Regions from separate parts of the Mus musculus genome. Here region 2 is linked to region 1. The links are chromatin contacts, called in public promoter capture Hi-C maps. All regions are on one chromosome and are shown on one strand. Each heading gives the region's core, a stretch centred on a gene start, on an enhancer-like site or on the middle of the called end of the contact. The rest is flanking DNA. Distances are from core to core; before and after follow the strand shown.

What was found. Promoter capture Hi-C pulls out the DNA fragments that hold promoters and counts their contacts.
Region 2: a contact with region 1 is called in a promoter capture Hi-C map of pre-B cells. The contact joins the promoter of Prmt3 here to the promoter of Nav2 in region 1. A contact is called at or near these places in 1 of 39 promoter capture datasets (pre-B cells), 2 of 484 Hi-C or Micro-C datasets (cerebral cortex and embryonic stem cells) and 1 of 9 other capture datasets (liver).

Annotation. Positions count from the first base shown.
Region 1 is chr7:49,241,822-49,248,714 of GRCm38.p6, forward strand. Nav2 (neuron navigator 2) reads left to right here and starts at 4,368. Exons shown (of 39, transcript NM_175272.3): 1 at 4,368-5,377. The coding sequence starts at 5,120.
Region 2 is chr7:49,776,371-49,783,596 of GRCm38.p6, forward strand. It overlaps Prmt3 (protein arginine N-methyltransferase 3), which reads left to right and starts at 1,988. Exons shown (of 16, transcript NM_133740.2): 1 at 1,988-2,131; 2 at 2,211-2,343; 3 at 3,939-4,021; 4 at 4,751-4,800; 5 at 5,572-5,674. The coding sequence starts at 2,107.

The DNA of each region.
Region 1 (6,893 bases), core at 3,118-5,617:
AGGTCCAATGACCCGCCCTACCTCACTTCCTTCAATGAGTCTGCCAAGAGTTAACAAGCCCAGCTGTGATGATCATTTGCAAGCAGACACAGCTGGTCCCACAAGGATGACCGTTATTCGGCTTGGAGGACAGCACTGTCTAACTGTAGATAGAGAGGGTTTCTGAAGGTCTGGGTCTCCACAGTCCAGAATGAGCTCTTACCTCAGCTACTACTGAAAGTGAGTGTTCGTGCTATCTCTGGACACATATCCGAAATTGACACTTCATGACTTAGGAAATCGGGGAACTAGGGACAAGCTCACTTTCCAAATAAACTAATGCTTTTGGGGTGTTTTTTTTCTTTTACTCCCAAATAGGCTCATGAAATATTTTACTTTGTACAACCTTTTAGGGCAGCGCACCATTTTCCTTCTCCTCTCTAACTGAGGGTCTGCAGGGGCAGCTGACTCTTGCATTTTCCCCATGACAGGCTGGAGTTTAAGATGTTTTTGGCTCTTTACAGGACTGTCTTCTTGGGAGGTCAGGCAGATGGAGTCTGTAATGCATGAAGGATGGGTTGATGGGGCTGGTCATGTACAGGTCATCGCTGAAGCCCCATCCCCACTTAGAATAGTGGCTGATGTTGAAGATCATGGGGGTGGGGGTGGGGGCAGTTGCTGCTTCCTGATTGGAGAATGGCTCCTGCCCCCAGGGGACATCCAAACGCCAGTGGTCCGGAGAGCTTTGGTGGTAAGTTTCAAACAGGCCTATTGCTGACAGTTGGATGAGTTTGAAAGTTTAGAGTCGGAGAACAAAGAAAGAAGCATTGTCAATGCTGGGTTTACAACTCGGCCTGTTTGGGGTTTGCATCTTCGTCTATACCGCATGTAATAAAAATGGACAAATGTGCTCTAAAATCATGAAATATTCTTTTCAGAACAGCTTGCTGTTCTCTGAACTACTGACTCTTTTAGCTACCAGTGCTTGCTAATGACATTGATTTAAAGTTACTTTTTTTTTCATGTTAACATAGTATCCACATGGAAGCAGTATACTTGCAGAATATTTTTGTAACGGACCACAGTCTGATTTAAATAGGAAATGTTGTAATTATCTCATTTTGCTTCCCACTTGCTATTTTTCTCTCTTGTCTAGTTTGGAGGATACAGATTTTTAGTTTAAGTAGGAAAAGTGAAAAGGGGGGTGGGGTGGGAAGGGAGATGAAACTGTTCCGGGAAGAACAGCTAAAATTATTAAAGTGACAAGGAGGAGAAAGGCACTTGGAAGCTGAAGGAGAAGGTGTGCGACTTCAGTTTAGAAACCGAAGACCTTAGAATTATATTATGTGTGGTTTGGAGTGTGCAAGTACACAAGTGTGCAGATGGGTGTGAAACACCCACATTTCTGTTTTAACATGAGAGGGAACTTAGGTCCTCGTGCCTGCAGGACACTTTACCTATTGAGTGGTCCCCTTAGCCTGCAAGTGCTTTTAATTCAAAGCAAAGAATGTACTGTTTATTATATTTGCACATATTTGACCCTCTCAGAACCTCCCCCAACCCCTGCCACAATGGCTTTGGTGCCTATTTTAACTGGGAACTTTTTTTTTTCTTAATGGCAAACACACATTGTGGCCATCACCAGTTCCGTGTCTGTGTCTGTGTCATACTTTACCAATGGACTGGGCTGCTAGTTGGATGCACCCAGAGAATCTTTGCAGAAGTGCTGTGAAAGCCACTTCACTTCAGCTAGGCCTTGAGCTGTTACACCTCTGTTGACGGTGGCCTAACCTTACAGTTTACAGTAGGAATCTCCAGAGTCCCAGGCTAGGCACCCATCACCTGGGAGTTTATTTGGAAGACAGCATCTCAGCCTTTTGGAGACCTTGAAGACCTATTGAATTGGATTTTGCAGTTCTTATGCATATGAAGGCTTAGGAGGCCCTGGAGGTACACTGAATGAACACTTTATTTGGCTAGAATTCTCAGCCTTAGTACACATCAAAACCCCCTGTTAAGCATTATTTAAGACACAGATTGCCTTCACTCCCCCCTTACCCTCTGGGAATTTTCATTCAGTAGGTTGGGATTGGGTGGAGTGTATCAAAAAGTGTTACAAGTTCTCTGTGCTGCTCTGGGGACTAGACCTTGGACACCCTCTGTGCCTAAGCTCTGAGGATATTTGGGAATAGCTCCACAATCCCTAATAGGGATCATGACTGCCCTTCTACAACTCTTCAGGCAGCTGTGAAGAATCAGAGTTCAAGGAGGAAAGTCCCACAACCCTTTCTCATGGCGTTCTTACTCAAAGGCAACTGCACCACTCATCCATTCAGTGACAATCTGGGTAGCTTTTCAGTCCATAGCGTTCTGCTTGCTTCTGACAGAATCTCATGAAAGTCAAAAGACGGCTCTTCCAAACATTTATTCCTTTAGAAGAGACTGCTCGGAACAATAAATATGTTAAATAAAACAAGATACTAGCATAGGAGATTGTCCAGATGGACGAGGGCAGAGTATACCATGTCAGGGACAAACTTGTGATTTAAAGAGCTAAACCAGGCTATGTGCATCCCCCCCCCCCCCGAGCTAGGGTAGAAAGGGCCTGCAAACAGGCTGGGAAATATGGGAGCAGGGAGTATCATGTCACATCTCAACACTCCAGGGGCTGTTTGAAAACTGAACTTTTACTTCAGTCTGGGCTCTTAGTTTAAGCTACTAACACAAAATGCTGTTGACAGGGCCGCTTTAACAACAAATGCCTCTTTCTCCTAGGCCTAGAGGCTGGAGATCTGAGATCAGGCTGCAGCCATGGTCAGATTCTTGTCAAGGGCTGTGGTTTCTGTGGATTCAGAAAGGCTGCCATTGCACTATCAGAAGTTATCCATCTTCATCGTGTCTCCTCTAACATGGCACTGGGCCCATCATGAGGACCTCTCGGTCACGTACTTACAACCTCCCAGAGGTTCCACTGCCTAAAACCAGTCGAGGATTGGGTATTTATTTACAGTATTTATTTACACTGGAATCAGACAGATTCTGGCAGATGCGGAGCGAGCAAACTGCCCACCACTGAGCTACATCTCCAGCTCCTTTTTACATTTTATTTGAACAAAGAGGATCATTAAATTGACCTCAACCTGGGATCCTCCTGCCTCAGCCTCTAAAGTAGCAGAAATTACAAGCTTACACCCCCATTCCTGGCCACATTAGAGTTTTGCCAGGTAAGTTTGAGAATGATATAGCCCATATCATTAGGATGAGTGAAATTCAACCCTATGGATGTTACAACTTCAGGCTATAGGATAGGAAGAAAGTGACAACATCTGTCCTAGACACAGAAAAGTGGCTTAAAGAGATGACAGTGGGACATACTCCGGTGGGTTCATTAATAATAAAGACAGATTTTTTTTTTCTGGTCCCCTACACTGCCAGACACTATCTCATTTAGCTGGGCAGTGCTTTTAGGGAAAAGTACTCAAACCTCCACTTGACTTGCATGAGACACAGTGTTAGGTCTATAAAGATGGAGGAACTTCCCAATTCAAATCCAAACTGATCTCTAAGGTGGGTGTCCTTGAAGATCAGCCCCATGCACCCTGTCTGCACTTTCTATTTTCCCTTCAGTCCTCAGACCCTGAGTCAGAGAGAGAAAGGAAGGCCTTCATGAAACCATGAAACCAGGGCAGGTTTAGCCTCAGCCTGCCCGGGTCACCAAGCCACTCTAATTACAGTCTGTGGTAGGTGGCAAGGAGGAGCTGTCTTGGGGCGCGAAGCTTCCCCGGCCATTGTATCAGCCTATAAATATTTCAAATACTTAAGTGCAACGTGCAACCTTTGAATGTCGCAGAGGAAGCTGTTGGGACGCCCCTGAGCCCACCCGGAAAGAAGAAATGGCTGGAGTGTCCTTCAGGCGGGGGACAAGGAGACCCGCCCAGTCATTCCCAATGGAGGTGCAGAGAGGTTGGGGCGTGCCTCCGGAACCCGCAAACCGTTGAGATGACCCGAGCGATTTGAAAAAGAGAAACTGATTTCCCCAACACATGCCTGGGGGTGGAAGGAGGCGGGAATCTACAACCCAACGGCGTTTTCAAAGGCGGCTCCGGGGACGCAGGGGTGGCGGCCCGCGGGGAGGCGCGCGCCGGGGCCGTGCCGCAGAGCGGCCACCAGCTCGCTTTGTACTTGCGGCCAAGCGCGGCCCCAGAGTTTCGGCGGCGGCCCCGCGGAGTTGAGGCCACGCCCCCTTGCAGTGCGAGTCGCGACCGCGGATTGGTCCGCGGCTAACCAATAGGCGCGCGGGAACGGCCCGGGCTGTCAGCGCGCGCCGCAGCCGGTCCTCCCCTGCGTCCAGCCCTGCAGCCCGCGCTGCCTTCCCCCGAGCTCAGCTTAGCGCAGCGCTGCCAGCCTGGCCAGCTGCGCGTCCTGGTGCCCGCGCTCTGTCACCACCGCCGTGCTGCGCTGGAGCGCACGGAGCATGGCCAGAGCCGCAGAAGCTCAGGTGCTTGGTGTTCGAGGGGCTTGTGAGCATCGGTGATCGGCTGTCACGCCCAGACAGACCTGTCTGCGGAGATCGCCCAGAGTCTGCCTAGGCGCGGGTGACCCTGTGGCGCGTTTGCTGGGTGACAGCCGCTTCGCGGTTGATACGTCTTGGGCTCCGTGCGTCCTCCGTCTCCCCATCCTCTGCTCTTTTGCTCCAAGGTTCACACCCGCAGGCTCCAGAGCGCGACGTGTGCGTCCCCGTAGCCGGTGTCTCTTCCTAAGGAGCCTTCTCACTTCGGAGACGCAATGACAAGTTAATATGGGCGTCCACGCCTCGGTTTCCCAGGAGAAGAATTGCCAGAGGCAGCGGTCCCCGAGAACCCAGAGCTTCTGAACAGGCCTCCCGCTGCGACATCCGCGCAGGTGGGACCTGCTGAGGGCAGTGACTAGCCCGCCACCCGGCAGGCGCACTCGCAGGATTTCCCCAGTTCCCCGACCCGGGGATTCTGTTTTTTGGGTTTTTTTTTTTTTTTCTTCCACTGTTGGTGGGCGCCTCGCGGGCCGAGGCCCGGCGCCTACTCGGCTGCCCGCGCTGCCTTTAGCGGTCGCCTCCGCCGCCGCTGCCAGGGACGTGCTGGGAAAGCCAAAGCCCCGGGAGAAGATGCCGGCCATCCTGGTAGCCTCCAAAATGAAATCGGGACTGCCCAAACCCGTGCACAGCGCCGCGCCCATCCTGCACGTGCCCCCGGCCCGGACTGGTCCTCAGCCCTGCTATCTTAAGTTGGGAAGCAAGGTGGAGGTGAGCAAGACGGCCTACACTAGCCAAATCCCCCTGAAATCGCAGGGGCTGCAGGAGCCGACGGGGGAGGGGCTCCCGTTGCTGAAGAGCAGCTCTCTGGAGAACGGGTTCGATACCCAGGTGAGCAGTGCTATGTGCTGGGGCACTATTACAGGGTGGGAGTGATGGATGATCCTTCATGAGGGAGGAGGACGGTTGCCTTGAGGAGAGGCTACCATAATGTGATTGGAGAGAGGAAGCATACCCCTTATGCTGCCAGATTGGAAGGATACATTGGTCAGTGGGTGTGGCCAGGAGGGGTTTAGCTGGCCAGGGTGCCAGAGGCTCTCCCGGGGAGCTCTGCAAAGCTAAGGCGTGCTGGCAGCCAGCTGCTTCTATGGGGCTGGAGCAGGTGTAGGGGTGCTTTCAAAAAAATGCATGCTGACATTGGAAATGTTAAGGGCCATCAGTGCCGAGCGCTTGGCCCCAAGAGGATGGGTATCTGCTGTTGTGATGTGTGTCTATACTCAGGTTGTAACCCCAAGGAGTGGCCTGGTGCCTTGATGGGTTGGGTACTACCTGGCTCAGCTGTGAGATCTAGGACAAGGGATACTGAGTGGTTGCCCTGAACTTAACCCTCCTCCTAGCTTGAAGATGGCTGGTCTCTGCCCCATCATTAGGGAGAAGGGATTCTGGCCAGGTGCTGCCAACTGCTAGCTGCTACAGACTCCTAGTAACTGGGGTGGCTTGGCTGTCTCAGAATGGCTGCTGTAGCTAAGCCCCTCCTTCTTGGGTAGTCTATGCTGCCAGCGTTGGTATCTCTGGTGATTAGGGAGGTGATGGTGTGGGTAAGAGCATGGCTGAACGAGAAACGGTGACTTCTACCTTTCCTGGCAGAGCAAGCAATCCCCCTACTGGGCTGGGTGACAGGCCCTGGCCATGCAATCTCTTTTAAGGAAATCCTTAAGGGCCAATCAGTTTCTCTTGGACTCCTGCCTTCCCTGCCGCCTTCCCCCTCTTCTGGCAGGAGGGAGCAGGGCCATGCTGTATTTTCTTGGCTGCCAGTCAGCAGGGACTTTTAGGGACAGGCTGACCTGACTGTTGTGGCTGTCCCAGTCCGGAGAGGAGAAGCCGGGAAGCCAGAAGGGGAGGCAGTCTTGAGTTGGTATAGGGCCAAGCAGCAACAGACCAGACGACCTTTTGGGCACCTACTTTCCCTGATCAGAGGTTAACGCTCAACACATTCCTAACCTTTCTGAGGGAGGAGCTGGGTCTAGAAGCTGCTCAGAGGCAGACTGTTGGAACTCAGAGCCGGAGAAGGCCCCCTCCCCACACAAGCTCCCGCACCCGCCCATCAGCGGGTGTCTCTCTTGATGCTGCACTTGCTAAACATTTTTGGAAGCTGACAGCCCTGACGGATGGTGTGTGGGAGGAAGGCAAGATCTCCTCCAGTGCTCCTGGGTCCTGGCTCTGCTAGGCCGTGTGCTCTGCTCTTTTTCTTAGAGCTACAGGCCTTGTCCAGAGGGCTCTGAAATGAGGGTGAGCACCAGGGTGCCTCCTTCCTCTGTGGGGGGTGAAGTGGGTGGTGTTTTGGAACAGCGACTGGGAATGTGACACATGCCCTCGGGCCCGATGAGGAGGACCGTAGGAATGAAGG
Region 2 (7,226 bases), core at 738-3,237, 530 kb after region 1:
AACATGTAATTGGGGCTGGCTTATAGTTTCAGAGGTTTAGTCTATGATCATGGTGGGAAACATGGCATTGTGCAGGCAGACATGGTCCTGGAGGAGCTGAGAGTTCTACATTTTGATCCAAAGGCAGTAGAAGGGGACTGAGTTCCACATTGTGTGGAGTTTGAGCATAGGAGACCTCAAAGCCTGCTTCCACAATGACACACTTCCTCTAACAAGGCCACACATACTCCAACAAGGCCGTACCTCCTAATAGTGCCACTCTCCATGGGCCAAGCGTTCAAACATATGATTCTGTGGGGAGGACCATACTTATTCAAACCTTCACAAGGGGTAGGCAGGCTGTAAGAGGTTGGGAGGACTGGAGGGAAACCGTCTTCTGCACATACCAGGACCACTCGTAAAGCTAGCAGCTGGGGTTGCCTGCACGAGAGAAGCCAGTCAGCATTCTAACATGGCGTGGCTGGGGATTCTTGAGTACCCACTCCTGAGGAGCTATGACAGTGGATGTTTCTCAGAGAGGGAGTTTTCTTTAAGGCTGTGACCTCTGGTAGGTTGACCACACTCCTGTGGTTGTCCCCCAACCCAGAGTATATGGACCCCAGAAACTGGAATCCATGTTATTGTTTTTTAAAAGGATATAAAGGTGAGGGGTAGGGCCATGGGAGTGGATGGATCTGAGAGGAATTAAGAGGAGGAGTGGGAGGCATATGATCAAGAGACACTGTGTGATATTCTCAAAAATATTTTAAAAAATTATGATGTGAGCAAAATCCTGTTGGGGGAGGGTGTTAGCACCCCCCCCCCTGTTACCTGGCTAGGTATGCCTGAGTCACTACAAAAGGGGCTGCTTGTCCCCTCTGAGTCCTCTTGCCTTCTGGCTCCTGCCCCCCTCTCTCCCCATTCCCTCCCCCCTCTCTCTCCACGTGCTCATGGCTGGCCTCTACTCCTCTAATCCGCTACTCTCTCTCTCTCTCTCTCTCTCTGCCTTTTTCTGTCTCTATTACCTTCTTAACTCCCCTCCCCATGCCCTGAATAAACTCTATTCTATACTATTACTATACCATGCCCTCAGGGGGAAGAGGTGCCTCAGCATGGGCCCGCAGAGGCACCACTCCCCCCCCCCCCCCACCTGACTACACCTCCACCAAAACATATCCCTTCTCCCTTTATCTTTTTATAAAACACAACAGAGGGGAAGAGGAACTGCCCACCAAAGAGCTTCAGTGATCAGCAGTACACTGGCTCGAGGGTGTGCATGGTGGGAAGTTGAACTGAGCTGTCTGACACTATACTATGCAGGCCTAGCTGGCCATGTCCTCAAACATGCCCCATGCAGAGTCCAGCCTCATCTGCAGCCTGGAGGCTTTACCTACCCAGAATTACTGCTTCCCACCTGCCTAAGGGAACTCCACTGTTAGATACTAGGAATATTAGAAAGGAGGCAGCCTGAGACTCGGGAACCCTGGTATCCTCCCTAACCCCACAGGCAGGGCAGAGAGCATTTGTTGGCACATATCACACAGTCCACCTGTTTCCATTGTATAGGCTCAAGTTAATGCCTAAACTTTTCACACACGTGTAAGTCTTACCATAACCATCAGGTTACTGCAGTCATGAGAGTGCTTTACCAGTCAGGAAACTGAGGCCAAGAGAAGGCAGGTTACCTGCTCATGCTTAGAATTCAAGCATTCAGAAATAGAGTTCAAACTTAGGGTGTTTGTAAAGCCCATGGTTCTCACTTTATCACTTTAACCCCTAGTAGGGGTGTGGGGCTTGAGTGCACACCCACATACATCAGCATACAGGTTAATTTAAGGGGCTTTCTTGTCTTCCCCAGAGCCTCCGAGCCTGGCCTGCATTGGCCATCTCTGCCGCCAGAGGGCGCTGCGATAAGTCGGTGCTCAACCTTGTAAGCGCCGGCGCCTCGGTTGCGCAAGCGTCCAAGCCGGAGAGCGGTGCCCCGCCCCCTACGCCCACGTGACCCGGAAGCGCTCTCCGGACGGTTCACGCTCCGCGTGTGGATCGCTTTGGGGGCTCCCGCGCACCCGCGCCGCTCGTTCCCGGCTCCGGTGCCGCGCTGTGCGGCCGCGCGCTTGGTCGGCGGCCATGTGTTCGCTAGCGGCGGGGAACGGTGGGTGCCCCCTCGCGTAGGGCGGCGGGGCGCGGGTGGGCGGGCGCGGGTCTCGGTGCTGACCGTGTGTGCTCTGCAGGCCGTGGCGCCGAGCTGGGGCCGGAGCCCCTGGAACTGTCGGACAGCGGAGACGACGCGGGCTGGGAGGACGAGGACGCGGACACTGAGCCCGCGCACGGCCGGCAGCACACACCCTGCCTGTTCTGTGACAGGTTCGTGCCGGTGTGGAAGGCGCGCCGCAGCGCCAGCGAGCACGTGGCGGGCCCGAGGCTCCGGCCCGCGCGGGACGGTTGATTGACAAGGGGCTGCTCACGTGGTCCGGGGGGGGCGGAGCCGGGGACCGCGCTCTGGGTTTGCCTCTGCAGCCCAGTCAACCCCACCCCTCACTCTAATTCCCCCCCCCCACCCCCCATACTAAGTCAGGCCTGGCATACCATCACTCTGGAGGCTGAGGCAGGAGAATGGTCAGGAATCCCAGGCCAGCCTTGAGTCACCAAGCTAGACCCTCTCGAAAACACACCCAGAAAAAATCTGAACTTCACACCTTAGTCCTAAATTAGGGATTCCATGAAGGCTGGGTGTTTTTCATTCTGTTCCTTGGATACCAGACTTTGAAAGCGCATAGACTGGAAGCGCGCTTCCATTTCTACCATCCTATAATAGGACGTTCTCTTCTCATGTAACATTCAACTGAGCCATTTAGACAGAACTAGCTCACTTCCATGATTGAGGGAGGAACTGATGCTCTTTGTACTTAGGGGAAAATGAGGCTGCAGAGCCACCAACTTGTTCAAGGTCACGAAGCTGCTGTTTATATTCCTAGGACACACCTTCTTTTCACTTAAAATCCTGCATCTTAGATGGAAGTGACTTGGCTGAAAAAGGGGTGATTGATGTTGACTAGCGCTGCTGGGTCCCGCCCCCTGTGTCGGTTCCTGGTGCTGACTGGTGGCATATTAGTGGTCCTAGGTGGCGCCTCATTGGAGAGGAGAATGACTGCACACTCGTATTTATTGTATTTATTGAGCATCTGTGGTGCAGTGCCCTGTGATAGGCTGCGAGGATGATCCAGATGACCTGTCTTGGCAGACATTGAGAGTTGCCTGTGTGCTAGGCATACAGAAGTGAAGTGCGGAGTCTCTGCTGTATATTCGTTCGTGTCCTTCAGTGTTGGAGGTTACATACAAAAGAAGTGTTATTCTTCACGCTGTAGTGCAGGTGCTGTAGGACTACCAAGGTCACTTGAAATCTGGCACTTTGGGAATGTGCCAGCTGTATAATTGTGTGCTTTGTGTCTAAAAACACTATGCTGGGTTCAGAGGGAGGGGAAAGAGGCTCAACTAGGGAACTTTTGTGACTTGAGAGAAACCAAATATATCAGAGAGAGCTTTATTACCCAGAAGCCTCTGGGTAAATTTGGGGTATTCAGTGTTGTCTAAAACGGTTGTGGTGTAACGCCAGAGGGAGGGAGCTCCTCTTGGGACTTGCTGAGGAGTCCCCCTGAGGAATCTGCCAAAGGACAGGTTTAGGGACCCTGGGGAAGGGGGTAGAGGCAGAGGGAGGGGGACAGAGAAGGACAGAAAGAGAGAGGAAGAGGAGGAAAGGCCAGCCAGGGTCACAAGGGAAGAGAGAGAGGGAGAGAGTAAATGGAGAAAGAGAGAGGGAAGGTGAGGAGAGGAATGGAGGGGAAGGGAGGGGGTAGGCTGTTGCTAGGTAACTGTTGGGTGGAGCCTGGAGGAAGTGCTAACATTCAGTATTTTGACCTCCTCTGAGACTGTTCCAGGAGACTCTATGCTTGTCTCTTCAGGTTGTTCGCCTCTGCTGAGGAAACGTTTTCACACTGTAAGTTGGAGCATCAATTTAATATTGATAGTATGGTCCATAAACATGGTGAGTATCTCTTAGCATAAAGGCAGGTTTGCTTGTGAAGTTTAGATTGACCCTTTTTCCAGACCCTTTCTTTCCTTTGTGTGTAGTTCCCCCCAGCTGATGTTAGCTGTCTTCCTCAGTTGTGCTCTACTGTGTGCATTGAGGCAGGACCTCTCACTTGAACCTGGAGCTCGCTGACCCAGCTGCTCTAGCTAGCAGCTTTCTTGAATGATCCCTGGCTTCTGCCTCTCAAGCATTAACAGTACAAAAGGCTGCCACCTCTGCCTGGTGTTTTATGTGGTGCTGAGAATCGCAATCATGGCCTTATGCCTTCTGTGTAAGTGCTCTCACCCATTTTGCCACAGTTCTGACAATCTGAGTTTGTATCCCAGAACTCACACAGAGGTGGAAGAAGACAGCCAGTATTCTTTGACCTCCACTTGTGCAGGGTAGCACACTTACATATACACATCACACTCTCCCTCCCCCATATAGCGTACCCCCCACATGCATGATAATAAATAAATTCTTTAATGAAATGCAAAACACTTCAAAACCTGTTACCTGTGGCTAATTCTCAGCTTAAATATTTAAAAGTAACAAAATTGCAGCTCCTAATTCTTAATGCAAAATTCCAAATAATAAGTGATACTTTAGAGGTCGGAAATATATCATTGGAGGAAAATTTACAGATGAGTTAAAACAAATACATTGTATTAAAATCAATGAATTGTCTTTTCTCCTATTTAGGACTTGAATTTTATGGATACATTAAACTAATAAATTTTATTAGACTTAAGGTAAGTTGGAAACCTAATAATTTTATTTAGAAATTTTTGGAGTTCATAGAGACTGTCGCTGTCCTGATTATTTAGTAAATTTTGAGCTGTTGTTTCAAATTTGGCATTTTTCATCTTGTGGGAATTGTGGGCCTGAGAAAAGAGTGCTGTGTGACGCTCCAGGTGGACATGTCCCCTCTGCTTAGTCCTGTCATGTTTAACTAAACTGATCAGTACTATGCAGAAAGCAATATTAGATAAAAGGAAAACTATCAGTAAAATCAAATCATTTCTAGTCTGATTCAGGAACTTTGAGCTTTTAAAAATGTCCACAGTTTATTCTCTTTTAAATCTCTATCTTATTTTATGTATATGAATGTTTTGCCTGAATGCCTGGTGCCTGCAGAAGCCAAAAGAGGCCGTCAGGATCCTCTGGACCTTGGGTTAAAGATGGTTGGTTGTGAGCCCCCATGTGGGTGCTAGGAATTGAACCCAGCTGTTCTGTAAGGATAGCCAATGCTCTTAGGCCCTCAGCCATTTCTCCATCCTACATTGTTTATTTTTTTCAAATGTTTTGTTCTTTGTCCTTTTGAAATGAATGTTTGAGCTGGTGTCACTCTCCTGGCATCAGAGAGTATAAGAATGCCCTGTAGCCATTTAGAATGCCGGGTAAACACAGGTGCAACCATTTTGTGCAGATTTGAGTTCTGTTTTGCTTAAGTTCCTCACTCCTTTTTTGGGAGCTTTGTCATTGCAAACAATGAATACAGTGTGCTTTATCTTCATGCCCAGAATCCTACGGTTGAATATATGAATTCCATATATAACCCTGTGCCTTGGGAAAAAGATGAGTACCTGAAGCCAGTGTTGGAAGATGACCTTTTGCTTCAGTTTGGTGAGACGAACCTTCTCTATCTGCTTTAGCTAGCCTCAGGCCATTTGTTACACCAAATGAAGCAAAGAAAATGGACCTTCGTCACTCAAGCAGTGATTTGCTTTCCGTTTTCATGTGGTTGATAAAAGAGTAGATGATTCTGAAAGTAAGCAGTTTGCAAGCTTTAAGTTGGCCGTGTTCTGGAGGAGCGAGGAAGCGTTGCGCCAGTCGTCCCTTCTGGCTGTGCTTCCTGGCTTTTCCAGTGTGTCTGCACTGTGTGCTCACCCTTTTGTTGCAGTTACAGGATTGACTATTGCAGCCCCACAGTGCCCACGCTCAAGGAGAGCAGTCTCCTTGAGCATCTCCTTCGTATACATCTTCCTCTAGCATCTTGTTAATATTTGTTGTTAACTGATAGTCTTTTTCTGTATTCGGTTTATTGATGACATTTTATGATGGATATTGATTAAACTTTATGATGGAAAACATGGTTCATAGTGGGTTCAGTTTTAGGCATCCACTGTAGATCTGTCCTCTGTGGATAAGGGCTTCATCTCTAAAGACCTCAGCAGGCTGTCAGTTTTCACAGAGATGAATCACAGGTCTGGGTATGTAGCTGAGCTGATGAGAGCTTGCCTGCCACGAACTAATTCTAGGTTTGACCCTGAAGTACTCCCAGCCTCAGCAAAACTGCATTCTTGATGTCCATCATCAGGTTATAGATTGACCCTCTGATTCCAAACAGTATACAGAGAGTAATTTATGATACCATTGTAGCTTATTGCGAAATATGGAAAGAAGCTAAATACCCTCTCAGAAGAGAGTGGTTGAGTAAATTGTGGGCATCCACACTTGGGATATGGATGTATGCTCTTCTAAAGAGAACAGGCATCCCTGTGAACTCTGTGGAATGATTGTTAGAATCCAGTGCTTTGTGCAGTAAGACCACACGTTCCAGGGGCTGCTTACTGCTTCTCTTTCCCTTGCAGTTTATAAGATTAACATCACTGAATGGTGATGCATAATAATGTTAAATTATGACTGATTTTTATTTTAGCAGAAGTAAAACCAAGCTTGCCAAATAGCTTGAATTTGAAAACAAAGTACAAAGTAAGGACTTGCATTAGTTTTGTGGTTGCTGTGGGTGGATCCCCACAGTGAAGAGAGGAAAGACTTACTCTGGCTGACCATTTGAGAGGATCACTCCATACTGGCAGGGAAGGCATTGCATAAGCAGCTGGTTACATTGGGTCTACATCAGAAAGTGTAGAGAGGGTAGGAGGTGGCACAGGTTAAGAACACACACTGCCAGTTCTGTTCCCAGCATCCAGATTGTAACTCCGGTTCCAAGGGCTGTGATGGCTCTTCCGGCCTCTGTGTGTGTATGTGGTGGACATACAGACTAGCTGACACAGACGTAAATACAAATAAGTAAAACTTAAAAGCTTATTTTCATCTCCCACTTCCTGGAGTGGGTTCTGCTTACTAAAGGTTCTACAACTTTCTGAACAGTGCACCAGCTGGGGACTGAGTGTTGAAACACATGAGATGACTGTTCTCTGGGTGTGAGTGG